2 separate regions of the Mus musculus genome follow, and region 2 is linked to region 1. Evidence: chromatin contacts called from public HiChIP or PLAC-seq data. All regions are on one chromosome and are shown on one strand. The core of a region is the stretch at or near the end of the contact, and the rest is flanking DNA. Distances in the headings are between cores, read along the strand shown. Region 1 holds the start of Ctnnbl1 (catenin, beta like 1). Region 2 has its middle 19 kb from the start of Gm34402.

Evidence for each region. HiChIP or PLAC-seq counts read pairs in DNA pulled down with a chosen protein or histone mark.
Region 2: a contact with region 1 is called in an H3K4me3 HiChIP or PLAC-seq map of embryonic basal ganglia, with 3 times the contacts expected there. The contact joins the enhancer-like site here to the promoter of Ctnnbl1 in region 1. A contact is called at or near these places in 8 of 39 promoter capture datasets (cranial neural crest, embryonic stem cells, hippocampal neurons and 3 more), 1 of 15 datasets of contacts at CTCF or cohesin (pro-B cells), 17 of 484 Hi-C or Micro-C datasets (the G1E-ER4 cell line, embryonic stem cells and trophoblast stem cells), 7 of 115 datasets of contacts at active chromatin or transcription factors (differentiating embryonic stem cells, embryonic basal ganglia, embryonic hindbrain and 1 more) and 1 of 9 other capture datasets (embryonic stem cells).

What each region holds. Positions count from the first base shown.
Region 1 is chr2:157,733,776-157,741,106 of GRCm38.p6, forward strand. It overlaps Ctnnbl1 (catenin, beta like 1), which reads left to right and starts at 3,626. Exons shown (of 16, transcript NM_025680.4): 1 at 3,626-3,784. The coding sequence starts at 3,755.
Region 2 is chr2:157,970,528-157,977,339 of GRCm38.p6, forward strand. No RefSeq gene overlaps it. Among named protein-coding and RNA genes, the nearest start is that of Gm34402, 19 kb to the right of the region's middle. Within about 2 kb of position 5,279, at least 31 of the 459 cell types and tissues checked have an H3K27ac peak or open chromatin away from gene starts, as enhancers often do. A contact at or near this core is called in differentiating embryonic stem cells and embryonic basal ganglia, where this site is marked.

The DNA of each region.
Region 1 (7,331 bases), core at 2,376-4,875:
ACTATGTTGGACTAAGTGTACATTTTTATTATGCTATGGCTAGCTATGGCCCCCATAGATGTATGTGTTTGAACAAGCCTATAGGGGCCAGGGAGTGGAATGTGATGGTTTGTATATGCTTGGCTCAGTAAGTGGCACTACTAGGAGGTGTGGCCTTGTTGAAGTTTGTGTGGTCTCCTTGGAGCAGGTATGTCACTGTGGGTATGGGCTTTAATACCCTTGCCCTGGATGCCTGGAAGTCACTCTTCTCCTAGAAGCCTTCAGATGAAGAGCCTCTCAGCTCTGCCTGCACCATGCCTGCCTGGAAGCTGCCATGCTTCCACCTTGATGATAATGGACTGAACCTCTGAACCTGTAAGCCAGCCCCAATTCAATGTTGTTCTTTCTAAGAATTGCCTTGGTCATGGTGTCTGTTCACAGCAGTAAAACCCTGACTAAGACAGGGAGTCAAGTGGAAGTGCCTCGGAGCCCAAACTGGTACATCCCAGAGGATGACAGCCTGTACCCCACGTTTCTGCAAGGTGCAGTATGACATTGCTTTTGTGAGAATCCAAGCAGATGCCACAGCCCCTCTGGGGGCCTGCAGTTATTGGGGTAGCTGGGAATAGTGCCCTGGGAAGAGCAATAATGACAGTGACAGGGGCCAGGCTCCCTTTCAAGTGCTTTAGCAGGTGGCAATAAAGAACCCGTGCAGAGGCTCCCTGGAGAGCACTAACAGAGCAGGGACAGAACAGGTGCACACCTGCAGACAGTTTGGGCCTCCACAAGCACTGGCCTGAGATTCCCAGGCTGGTGCGGTCAAGGGCCGTTAGTCAGCGAGTGTCTATTGACGCCTGCTGGGCATGATGTACACACCTGGGATTTTAACCCTGGACAATATTTTTTGTTTAAGATTTTTCTCCCTAACTACAGTATATGTTCCCAGAGCTCCATGCTGGAGCTGGGGAGATCACTCCCCGTGTGAAGCACTTGCCTTGAAAGCCTGAAGACCTCAGTTTGAAACCCTAAACCCGTGTAAAGCCAGGCATGATAGCGCGCACCTGTAATCCCAAGGCTTTGTGCTGAGATGGGAGCTGGAGACAGCGGAATCTCCAGAAGCATGTGCCTCCTACTGAGAGATCCGTATGCCCCTGCTTCTGGAGTGCTAGGATTAAAGGGGTGCACCATCACACCTGGCCCTGACCTTTTCTTTAACTCATTTTCATAAATTGGCAGCTTAGCTGGGTGGGATCTTGCTATGAAGCCACTGCTCCCTTCATTCCATTTAACATCAAGATTAAAAAAAAATTATCTCCTTGAATAGAGGATTTAGCTCCACTCTACTTCTTGCTGTCCCATTTCTCCTTGAACAGTCTCTAGGCCACACACTAACATTCTTCTCCATTGAAACCTCTTGAGGCAGGTCCCCATAGGTTCAAATCACTCCAGGTACCACTATCTTCCATGTTCCTACTAAGATGGCCCATTAAGCCCCACTTAAAGCATTCAACTGCTTTTCTAATCCAAAATCCCAAAGTCTGCACTCCTCCAAACCAAAGCATGGTCAGGCTTATCACAGCAATACCCCAGTCCCTGGCACCTACCTTAGTCAGGGTTTTATTGTTGTGAAGAGATACTATGACCATGGCAACTCTTATACAAAGGTTTCTTTGGGGCTGGCTTACAGTTCAGAGGTTTAGTCCATTATGGTTATGGTGGGAAACATGGCATTGTGCAGACAGACATGGTGCTGGAGAAGGAGCTGAGAGTTCTATATCTCGATCTGTAGCTAGCAGGGAGAGACAGTGATACAATAGCCAGGCTTGAGCTTCTGAAACCTCAAAACCTACTCCCTAGTGACACACCTTTCCAACAAAGCCACACCTCCTCTAACAAGGCCACACCTCCTAATAGTGCCACTCCCTATGGGCCCATGGGGGCCATTTTTATTCAAACCTCCAGACTGGGCTTTTGCAAATCTGCCTATTGAAGCTGACTGAGGCAAGGCACAAACTAGAAAATAGTTCTGTTCATGGTTACCTTTATTCTGTCCTGCCTCTCTGGAGGTCACAATCTACACTTAATTGAAAGGGAGGGGAAGGACATGCAAATGAACTCTGTAAAAAGCAGTTTACATTGGCTACTCTTTAAAAACAAAAACCCAATCAGAAAGCATCCCTGTTTTGACGATCTCAACAACTTCCCAAAGTAGATAACATAAAATCCACTCTCCTTAACAACACTCACAAAGCCCACGGTGAAACCTTCTCTGTCATGCGTTGTTCTGGGCTTTGAAGATTCGAGGGTGAGGTTGACAAACTCAATCCCAACTTTTAGAGAGTTTGGAGTCCAATTAATGAGGCTGTCAAAACATAAAATGTCAACCATCAAGTACAAAATGACAGATTGAGTCTGTGAACAGTAGAGGAAGTGCTAACAGAGAGAATAATGAGGAGAGGTTGTGGCAGTTTGAGGAATAACAATTTTCTTATGTGTAGTTGGAGGTAGTTGAATGGGGTTTCTGGATGGTGTCTGTTGTAATCCCAGAAGAGGAACGCCTTGACTATCTCTCAATAATGGGCAAATTCCTTCCCCAGGAACCAACCTTTATATATATATAAATGTGTGTATGCGTGTGCTTGTGGGTCTGCACAGAGACCAGAAGAGAGCACCAGATCCCCCAGAACTGGAGTTACAGGCAATTGTGAGCTGTCCAGCATGGGTGCTGGGAACGGAAGTAGACGTCTAGAGAGCAGTAAATGGTTCTAAGCGCTGAGCCATGTCTCCAGACCCCCAGACCCTTTAATACAGCTTGGGTAGACAGGAGATCTTCCAGTTGCCACTGGGTCTTGTGTTAGTGAATACAAAGAAGCCTGGGGGAAAAAAACAAACATGATATCAATGGTTTCTCAGCCACCTATGGCCGGAAGCCATTTTGTAAGCCCAGGGGAAGCATAATGGGAACCCCAAAATGAAATCCACATATACAATTTCAGTATATCTACTAAGTACGCTTAACAAATGAGAGGAAAGTCAAATTCATTTCATAATATATCTTCCTTTACCCAGTAAGTGAAAAAAAAAAAAGGAACCAGTTCAAGTACGAAAAATCCACTGTGCATTTGATTAACACTTAACATCTTTATTAGGACTAGGCACACTTCAAGTGCCCCAGAGCCACATGTGACTAACTATGGGGCGCATAATTTCAAACCTCAGCTCCTTCCTCTCCCTCTTTCCCTCCCTCTTCTCTCCCTGTAGCCCTAGCTGTCCTGGAACTCGTTTCTGTAGACGAGGCTGTCCTCGAACTCAAAACATATGCCTGCGGAGCTCTGCCTGCCTCTGCTTCCCCAGTGCTGGGATTAAAGGCATTCAACACCACCAACAGGCCAACTTCAATTATCTGTGAAATGAGAATGAAAGAACAAAAGTGCCAGTCTCTGGAAGCTCTTTAAGGTTACCCACGAAATGCCAAGCACTCTGCTCTACTCTTGGATAACGGCCTCGCTTTTAGGTTCATCCCCTAAGTATCCGCCCCTTTCCCCGCCCCTTCAGGTTACAGGCGGAAGCAGAATTGTCAAAACGCGGCGCGCTTTACGGCAGCGCGTCCTTTTACGGCAGTGTGGCGGGCTCACCGGCCACGCGCTCTTTTACTCTATTGGTTCTGGGGCCTGGCGCTTTACGGCAGTGTGTCAGGAAAAGCCTCTGAGCGGCCCGTGGTTCGGGAGTTGAGTGGAGGCAACCAGGGTACCCTGTGCTGATTGGGTCCGGAACCATGGACGTGGGCGAACTTTTAAGCTACCAGGTAAGAGCAGTTGGCGAGGCCGGAGGGCTCCTCATCCTCGCTCGGGTAGCAGGGACAGAGTCCCGTCATCTTGCCTCCCCTCGGTCCCTGGCCCTCACTTCTCATGTCACCCGGGCTTGCATCCTGTCATTGCACTTCACTCCCCTAAGCCCTCTGGACCCTTTCGACCCCTTCCTTCTCCAGACCTGAGCCTTGTGATTTCTGTTCCCCACCCGGTAGCCCTCAGCTCCTCTTCCGTCTCGTTTCTACCAATTCACAGGGCTTGGGGAGACAGTTGTGAAGACCCCCGCCCCCCCCCCCCCCCCGGTGTTGAGCCTCAGTTTCTTTACCAAGTGTCAGTGTAGCTTTGGAGAAGTCTTTCTCCCGTCACGGAGTCTCAATTCTTCTTTTAAAATCTATAAAGTGGATGGATGTATGTGAAAGGTCATTTGAAAGTGCAGAAACCTGTGCCCACGTTCCCTGCTATTGTTAAGCTGTTTGGAAGACGGAGCTTGGAATGGGTCGGTAAGAGACCTCTCGACCTCCTTGCTCAGGGTGCTTGTGAGGAACGGGTGACCCAGAGAGAAGAAAGGACTCTCTTGAGGTCACTCAACAGTTACAAAGCTCAAGTGTCCAGACTCCCAACTCAGAGTTTTGTCCCTCTTTTGACTGCCTAACGAGGCTTCTTGTGTCCATCTTTGTTTTCATTAGCTGCAATAGGCGTTGGGACCCATAAACTGTAATTATTCTGAATTAGGAAGTACTGTAATTGTAAATCACACTTCATTTTAAAGACTTAGTATGAAAAAGGTAGTATTTTTATATTGATCACAGATCCTTGATCATATTGATTGAATATGTATGAGGCCATAATATGATGGAGCAGACTTTGGGTGATGGATGAAATAAAAAGTGGGTAAGCCAACCTTATCCACTTGCATTTTGTTCAAGGTGTGATGTTTTAAAAGTGATAGCTTTGCAGTCAAGAGTAGGCAGTGAGAACCTGTGAACTTGAGTTTAAAAGTGATAGCTCTAGGCCGGGCGTGGTGGCTCGTGCCTTTAATCCCAGCACTTGGGAGGCAGAGGCAGATGGATTTCTGAGTTTGAGGCCAGCCTGGTCTACAGAGTGAGTTCCAGGACAGCTAGGGCTATACAGAGAAACCCTGTCTCTAAAAAAAAAAAAAAAAAAAAACTCAAAAAACCCCCAAAACCAACAACAACAAAAAAGTGATATCTCTGCAGGCCAGAGTAGGCGGTAAGAACCTGTGAACCTGAGCTGTTAGCCATGGCTGCCTTGAATCTCAGTGCCTGAAAGTTGGGAGGGAGGCAGCGGCCAGTGGGTCACTGAGTTCCAGGCCAGCCAGGGGTACATACTGAGACACCCCACCACCACTACAATAAAATAAAATAAAAGGCCTGGATTTGGAGCCCCAGGTTGCCTTCCATGCCTTTTGCCTTACTAACTAGTTGTTGTAATCTTGAACAGATACCTCATGGTACCGACCTTATGGTCGGTTGTGAAGAAAGTTCTTCTTCTGGTAAGAGTCTGTTAAGAAGCTGGCGCCTTTAATCCCAGCACTTGGGAGGCAGAGGCAGGTGTATCTCATTGAGTCCGAGGCCAGCCTGGTCTACAGAGGACAGCCAAGGCTACACAGAGAGACTCTGTCTTGAAAAACCAAAAAATAAAAGCAAACCAAAATGAAAGAACAACAAAAAGCCTAGCTATGTCTGGTGGTTGGTGATTCACACCTTTAGTCCCAGCATTTGGGAGGAGGCAGAGGCAGGCGGATTTCTGAGTTTGAGGCCAGCCTCGTCTACAGAGTGAGTTCCAGGACAGCCAGGGTCTCACAGAGAAATCGTGTTCAGAAACCAAACCAAACCAAAAGAAAAGAAAAAAGAAAAGAGAAAAAAAAAGCAGTGTTAGGCCAATGTTTGTTGCAGTTAAAACAGCCCATAAATACTAATATTGGTAGTTATTTCCTTTAGCCAATATATACAACACTGACCCCGTAGATGGAGACTCCAGGCCTGATGAGAAAGAATACATTAAAAGAAAAAAAGGGAAAGAATACATAAGCAACAGATAACAGATGCGAGGCCATAATAGTTTTCTCTTTAAGATATGTAATTGGTGATGAAACAAGAAAGATGGTGGGAAGGTCACCGATGAGTGCTCGTCTGGGAGTTCTGGGCTGGCTAGTCCAGTCCATTGTTTCAGATGTGGAGCAACACTACCAGAAGGGGCCCATTCTTTGGTTACAGATATTTATTGACCATCTACTGTGTGCAATGCACTTGGTCCACTGAGCATATGATGTGGAAAGAAATGAGACAAGGCTCTTGCTTTTGTGTGAAAAGGCAAATATGGTGGGGGAGTCACCAGAGAATAACTAAGGAAGTAAACAAGAACTTCAGATGGCTGGACGTGTTGTGAGGGAGTGCAGCAGGGTCCGCCGCGGACATGTGAGCATACGTGGTGGCTGTTGTGCACATGGCTAGTGCACGTCAAAAGGGGGGCCCATCTGCATCAAGTTCTTTCTTATGTGTAAAGTGCACCCTGCATCTCACAGCCTTATTGTGGAAAGATGAAATGTCTTAATTTTTAAATATGGATTACATTTGATATACTGGATTAAGGATAATAGATTATTAAACTTAAATTTTGTGCCTACTTCCAAGTTTAATCTTCTATGTAAAGTTTGTGACTTCCACTGCATTTCTGTAGGCCAGCGCCATTGTAAATAGCTCCTTTTAGGGTCTCTGTAGACTGAGTGATCAGGGAAGGAGTCTGATGAGCCAGCATTAGTGCTCTGAAGGTTGAGGAGCCAGCATATGACAGGGCAGAATAGTGAAGGCAGGAGCAGCGACTGTGAGTGCAGGCCTAGGCCCATTAGATGAGTAGAGAGAAGAGCCGTGTAGCCCGAACTTGGTGAGTGAGCAGGACACCAGAAGGGGATGGAGCTGGAAATGTTGGCAGACTACAGACGATGTAGGACTTCCTTAAAAGCCTTTGCATTTATAGAGGTGATACAGATGTCTTCATTCAACCTAACTGTTTGTAACTTACTAAGAACTCAGATCTGATAGACAGACCCAGCTAAGGTTTCAAGCTAGGGCTGTGACTGACAGGCCAAGGCAGTGACTGACATGTCTCCAGAATCTTGGTCTTGGAATTACAGCTCTGTTCCTTTCAGCAGGGTCTACTTCCATTCCTATCTGAAAAGGTGGTAGTCTAATCTAGAATCTGTAGTCTAAATCTATAGAGTCTACTCTATAATCAGTCAGACATGGCCTCCTGTGGGAAATCTTGAGGATGAGATGAGCCTATAGAAGTGAAAGTTCTTTGAAGACAGTGATAATCTTACACAAAATAATTAGTTATAAGTGAAAGTTCTTTGAAGACAGTGATAATCTTACACAAAATAATTAGTTATTTATCTGCCTCTTCACTAAATCCATATAACAGCCTTACCAGGAACTAACTTTCTTTTCTAGTCAGGATCTTATGTAGAACAGGCTGTCCTTAAACTCACTTTGTAGCCAAGGGTGACCCTGAATTTCTGACTCT
Region 2 (6,812 bases), core at 4,029-6,528, 240 kb after region 1:
ATTCATTCGCCACAGAGTAATTCAAAGCCCAGCTGCAGGCCTGCAGAGCCCCCACGGGGAGATGCTGCTACCCGGCCTGCCTGCTGCATCTTCCCACACTAGCTGGTCAACTCTGTTAGCTCTCCTCTGAGCCTAGCCCATGGGAAGCAGCATTCATTTTGAATCTTTGTCTCTGGGCCTCAAACAATGCTTTTTTGATGTTCCCAGCCAGCAGGTTTAGGGTCCTGTTAGATGAGAGCCCTGATGTATCTGATCATGTGACATTCTCAGCTTTGGGTTCAAACCAAAGTGGTGGCTCTTTGTGCCTTTGGACTAATGGATGTTCAGAATGAAGCGCCGCGTGTTTCTGTCCATGGTGCTGAAGAAGACTATAGTCCCTCAGAGAGGAAAAGGGGAAAGATCAGGAAACACAGGGCAGAGGATGACAGGCAGTGTCCTAAGAATGGTAGCTTAGAGCCCTGAATTCAGCCTGGGCAGTCAGGAAACCCTAAGAGGCCTGGCCTGCCTCTTCTGTGCACAGAGGAGCTAGGTATTATGAAATAACCTGCAGAGAGGTATTAAAAATACCTGCAAAGAGGGGTCGACATGATGGAACACTCCCCCCCCCCCACACACACACAACGGTATCAGCATGAGCTAACAACAGAACTACAAACCCACAGAACCTTCAATTAAAAAAAATATTGTGTGTGTGTGTGTGTGTGGGTGTGTGTGTGTGCCACGTTTATGCAGTTGCTTTGAGAGGCCAGAAGATGTAATCCTTGGCAGTGGGGTGACAGATGATTGTGAGCCACCCAAAGTGGGTGCTGGAAGCTGAACTCGGTTCCTCAGGAGGAGCAGCCAGCTCTCCAGGCCAGAAGCATTCTGTTTTAATGATAACTGTTTTTGTAGGTTATACATACATTAAAAAAAAAACAGGGGGCTAGAGAGATGGCTCAGTGGTTAGAGTACTGACTGCTCTTCCAGAGGTCCTAAGTTCAATTCCCCTTTGTGTCTCACAGCCATCTGTAATGGGATCCAATGCCCTCTTCTAGTTTGTCTGTCACCACTGCAGTGTATTCATAGAAAATAAATAAATAGATCTTTTTGTTTTGTTTTGTTTTGTTTTGTTTGAGACAGGGTTTCTCTGTATAGCCCTGGCTGTCCTGGAACTCACTTTGTAGACCAGGCTGGCCTTGAACTCAGAAATCTGTCTGCCTCTGCCTCCCAAGTTCTGGGATTAAAGGAGTGTGCTACCACGCCAGGCAAATAAATAGATCTTAAAAAATAAACTGCAAAGAGTACTTTCATTTTAAAAAAATAATATGTATGTATGTATGTATGTATGTATGTATGTATGTATGTATGTATGTTTTGGTTTTCAAGACAAGGTTTCTCTGTCAGAGAAACAGCCCTGGCTGTCCTGGAGCTCACTTTGTAGACCAGGCTGGCCTCAAATTCACAGAGATCTGCTTGCCTCTGCCTGAGATTAAAGGAGTATGCCACCATGCCCAGCTAAGAACACTTTTTGAAGACATCTTATCAGCCACCCTGTTCTGCTCTTTAGAGGCTGCACTTGGGAATCTTCTAAGAAAGTCCCCTTAAGCCAGGATCTCCCCTACTGTGAACAGCAGCCATGTTCTTCAATATTATATTTCAGAGCTATACAGGAGCTGTCTCTGGGAGGCCTTGATACTCTCCACACACATTCCCAAGGCACTCATTAGCCAGTGATTTTGGCTCGACTTTTTAGGTTACTGTAAATCTTTTATTAATGCAAACATGTTCCAATCTATATGCCCCTCATCGCCCCTGGAAATGGGGTAGGAAAATTCTGAGGGCTGGAGAGCTAGCTCCGTAGTTAAGAGCAATTTTTGCTCTTTCAGAGGACTTGGGTTCAATTCCCAGCACCCACACCATAGCTCACAACTGTCTGTAATTCCAGTCCCAGGTTATCCAAAGCCTTCTCCTGACTTCTGTGAGCGCCACACATGCCCGAAAAGCTCATACAGATGCAGGAAGAACCCACAAAATGAATCTAAAAAACATAAAAGAAAATTCTAGAAAAAGCAGTCATTCTGCATGTATGTCTGTGTGAGAGTGTCAAATCTTGAAGTTACATACAGTTGTGAGCTGCCATGTGGAAGCTGGGATTTGAACCTGGGTCCTCTGGAAGAACAACCAGTGTTCTTAACCGCCGAGCCATCTCTCTAACCCTAGAAGAAAATTCCAAATAACAGAATTGCTAAATCAAAGGGTACATATGCTTACAACTCAAGAGTTCTCAGGGGCGGGAGGGTGGCCCAGCAATTAAAAAAACATGTGTCAGAAAATCAGGGCTCAAGCCGGGCATGGTGGTGCACGCCTTTAATCCCAGCACTCCGGAGACAGAGGCAGGCAGATTTCTGAGTTCGAGGCCAGCCTGGTCTACAAAGTGAGTTCCAGGACAGCCAGGGCTATACAGAGAAATTCTGTCTCGAAAAACCAAAAAAAAAAAAAAAAAAAAAAAAAAAAGGAAAAAAAAAAGAAAATCAAGGTTCAATGCCAGCAGCCACTAGACTGTGTGGCTCACAACTGCCTGCACCTTAGCTCCAGAGGATCCAGAGGATGCAATGTATGTGTGTGTCGCCAACACTCAAGTGTACCCAAACACACACACATACACATGTATGCACACACGCACGCACGTACACGTTATTGAAAACAAATCTAAAATACACCTCTACCATTTGTGTTTAAACATGTTGCCTAGCACTGTTCTAAAGAAGTGCACAGTCTGAGCTTTCATGTGGGTCCTGGGAACTGAACCCAGGTCCCCTACAGGAGCAGTAAGCACTCTTAACTGCTGACGCCCCAGCCCTCTCTCTCTGTTTGTTTTAGGAAATAATGTACAGTAGCATTGGCACAAGTGCGTGGTAGAATTTCTGTGTTGGGCAGGGATGTGGAGTGTCTCATCTGCCCCGGATGGTTTGATTCCATGATCATGTTGCTTCCTGTCTTTTGCTTCAACACACTGGGCATCTGATATGTGGGTGGTTTTGTAAATAAGGAAAGTCAACACACAAACACACCTCAGAGGAGATTTAAAAAAAAAAAGGTTGATTCTGGAGCCAAATATGAGTGCTCATGGCCTGGGAGCTCACTATGTTGTGTTCCAATGTGGTAAGCTTTCTGAGTGCTTCAGTGCTGTACAGGAAAGTAATGGCCAAGCGGGGAAACCTTTACTGGAGGCCTCAGTCTTTGATGATGCGTTTAGCCCTTGTGCTGCTGGAAGCTAAGGGTCTCTGAAAGGACTGATCAAATAGGCAGGAAGATATCAGCTCAGACACAGAGTAGGCAAAGAATAGCTATTAAGGGACTAAAAATAGCCCAAGATAACTCGGGTCTAGAGCAGCAACATCCCAACTCTCCACAGTCAGGTAGGTTCAAGTCAGCCAGTGAGCTTTGTAGAATCCCTAAAAAGGACCCTGCCATGGTGAACGGTCTGTGCACCCCTTCATGTGTTGTGTATACTGCCCAGCCAACCTCCAAGGAACTTGTGCCAGTTACAAACCCGTCTTCCATACTGTCAACACTGTCTCAAATCAGATGTTTTAAGAGGAGGGACGGGCTGGAGAGATGGCTCAGTGGTTAAGAGCACCGACTGCTCTTCCAGAGGCCCTGAGTTCAAATCCCAGCAACCACATGGTGGCTCACAACCATCTGTAATGATAACTGAATCTCTTCTGGGGTGTCTGAAGACAGCTACAGTGTACTTACACATAATAAATAAACCTTAAAAAAAAGAGGTTCACCACACACACACACACACACACACACACACACACACACGAGGAGGGACAATGCTCAGAAACTGATCCAAACCCTTTTTCACAGAGCAGATGGGACAACAGGCTCATGAAGATGGAAGGAACACCAAAGGTCACTGATGGCTGGTACCAGCTTGGTTCCTATCTCTGGTGCTCTGTGGTAGAATGAGAACCCTGGGTGAGGTCTCTGTGTGAGAAGATGGACCAATGGGAGGTGGGGCACTCTCAGGTCTCCCCACTACTGCACACAGGCCAGCTCAGCGGGAGATGTGATGGATTTTATATTTCCGGAAGAAACTTGTGGCTCTTCTCTCTATTCCCTTCGCTCTTCTTGCCCCCCACCTCCCATCTTTTCCCTTAGAAACAGCCTTAGATTCTGAAGGTGCTTTCTTTACTTCTGAAGCCCGTGTAGGAGGAAACTGAAGACGTGAGGGTACTGACTGAGAGAAGGGCGAGACCTAGCGCTGCTGTGCGGGAAGAATGGCAAATTACCTAAGGACTGGAGCCAGAAGGGGGTGGTGCAGGCGCCGGTTCATTCATTGGTGCCTTTTAACTCTTTCCTGCAGCAGGAGCAAGCAGCCCTTGGTGTCCGGCCATGGCTGCTTGGGGGTGGGGGTGGGGGGCGCATTTCCACAAATGGTAGGTGTTGAATGCTTTGAAGTGAGGAGGGCCCACTTCCTCTTTGGGCTCTGCAGACAGGCTTTGGCTCTGGGTAAAACTGTAGGAAAAGGTAGCCGAGCTCCTAATGTCAGAGATGATTCCTGTGGGAAATCAGGCTGCTTTTCAGGCATGATTTGAAAAGCCGCTGCCTCCCAAAGTCAGCGGTGGTGGTGTGGGGGTATGGGGGGGGAGTGCCATTTATAAAGCAATCAGTGCTTCGCAAGAGTCCCCCATCACTCAGAATTATTTTCTGAAATTTGGCCTCTGTTCCTCACTCTGGAGGAAAGGCAATCCGGGCGCTCGGCTTGCAATCAAGCGGATGGGGAGGACTGGGGTGAGCCACACAAAGGGAGAGGGGCTCCTGCATTGTTCTGCACAGCTGGAGCTCTGGAAAATCATTTCCTGGGCTCCTCCAAGCTGCTCGGATGGAGCCCGAGGAGGCCTCATCAGAGGCCCCATTCATCTCACTCCGTACTTTTAAACTTTAAAGCACATATTTATGTGCCTCAAGTCGCTCATGAACCACCGCACGTCAAACAGTTCGGGGCTGATGGAAGAGGTGCCTGCTCTCGTCCTGGGACTTTCAGAAACGCAAGTCTCATTGCTGGCCTCTCTCCCTTCCCGTTTCTTCCGTGTGCTGCCAGGAGATGAATATTCCTAAGATGCTCTCCACACATCCAGGTTTCCCAGCATTTTCCAAGATGATGGGGCGGATCCCTCAAGGCTGGACCCTAGGCTTGGCATTCAAAGCTCCCCGTAGCTGTGGCCTCAGCTTTGCCACCAACCCCTTCCCAGCCCCCCTTCCAGCAGGTTGTCTCTGTGACAGGCTGTAAATGCAAGGTGATAAATGGCTGTCATTTCCTCCTCCCCATCTCGGTGTCTGCAGGCAACTAAACACAGCTCTTGCTTTAAGGGAAACGACACCACCTTAATTCCTTCTCCATATGGTAGGGTGAACTGACCCGAACTTGTGCTCCAGCCTGTCTGTGAAGATGTAGATCAGGGCTTGTCCAATTATGGTTGTAAGGAAAAAAAAAACCCAACCCATTTGCTTATTTTTATGAGACCTTTGATCTAAAATGATGTTCATATTCTCTACAAGGATGTAACGGGGCTGGAACAAGAGGCTAGTTGGTAAAATGTTTGCCTTGTAAGGACGAGTTCAATGCCCAGCACTGTCAGGGAAGCCAGGTGTGGTGGCACAGCTTGCTGTCCCAGAGCTGGGGAGGTGGAGACAGGTAGATCCCTGGGGCTCACCGTCTAGCCAGCGGTGCTCACTGTCCAGCCAGCTGTGCTCACTAGGTGAGTTCCAGGCCAAGTGGGGGACCTTGTTTGAGAAACCCAGGTTGAGCTGCTCCTAAGGAAGGACACCATGGTTGACCTCCGCCCCTGCCCCCAGCATACATGTGTGCATTTACATGTACACCTGCATGCATGTGCCTTCCTCCCACACACACATGCACCCACAATGAACACACATGCACATACACACAAATAAATTTAAAAGTTTTGGTGGGGGGTGGTTAGAGAGAGGGTTTCTCTGCGTAGTAGCCCCCGGCTCTCCTGGAACTCACTCTGGAGAGCAGGCTGAGTTCTCAAGAGATTCGCCTGCCTCTGCCTCCACTGCCCAGCACAAATTAACATTATAAAAGGGTATTTAAATTATTGCGGGGCAGTGGTGGCACATGTCTTTTTTTTTTTTTTTTTTTTGGTTTTTCAAGACAGGGTTTCTCTGTGTAGCCCTGGCTGTCCTGGCACTCACTTTGTAGACCAGGCTGGCCTCGAACTCAGAAATCCGCCTGCCTCTGCCTCCCGAGTGCTGGGATTAAAGGCGTGCGCCACCACGCCCGGCGGCACATGTCTTTAATCCTAGCACTCGGGAGGCAGAGGCAGAGGCAGAGGCAGAGGCAGAGGCAGAGGCAGAGGCAGGCGGATTTCTGAGTTTGAGGCCAGCCTGGTCTACACAGTGAGTTCCAGGATAGCCAGGGCTACACAGAGAAACCCTGTCTCGAAAAAACAATATATATATATATATGTATATATATATATATGTGTGTGTGTGTGTGTGTATGTATGTATGTATGTATGTATGTATGTATGTATGTATGTATATTAGGCCTCCGAACGCTTGGGAGGTAGAGGCAGGAAGAGCTCTGTGAGTTTGAGGCCAGCCTGCTCTACAGAGCAATTTCCAGGACTTTTAGGGAGGTTATATAGAATCTGTGTGTGTGTGTGTGTGTGTGTGTATCAGGCTGGGCAGTGGTAGCACATGCCTTTAATCCCAGCACTCAGAAGGCTGATGGCTACTTTCAGGTATGACAGTGGTAGAGGCTACCTGAAAACAAAGGCCACACCAGGGAAACA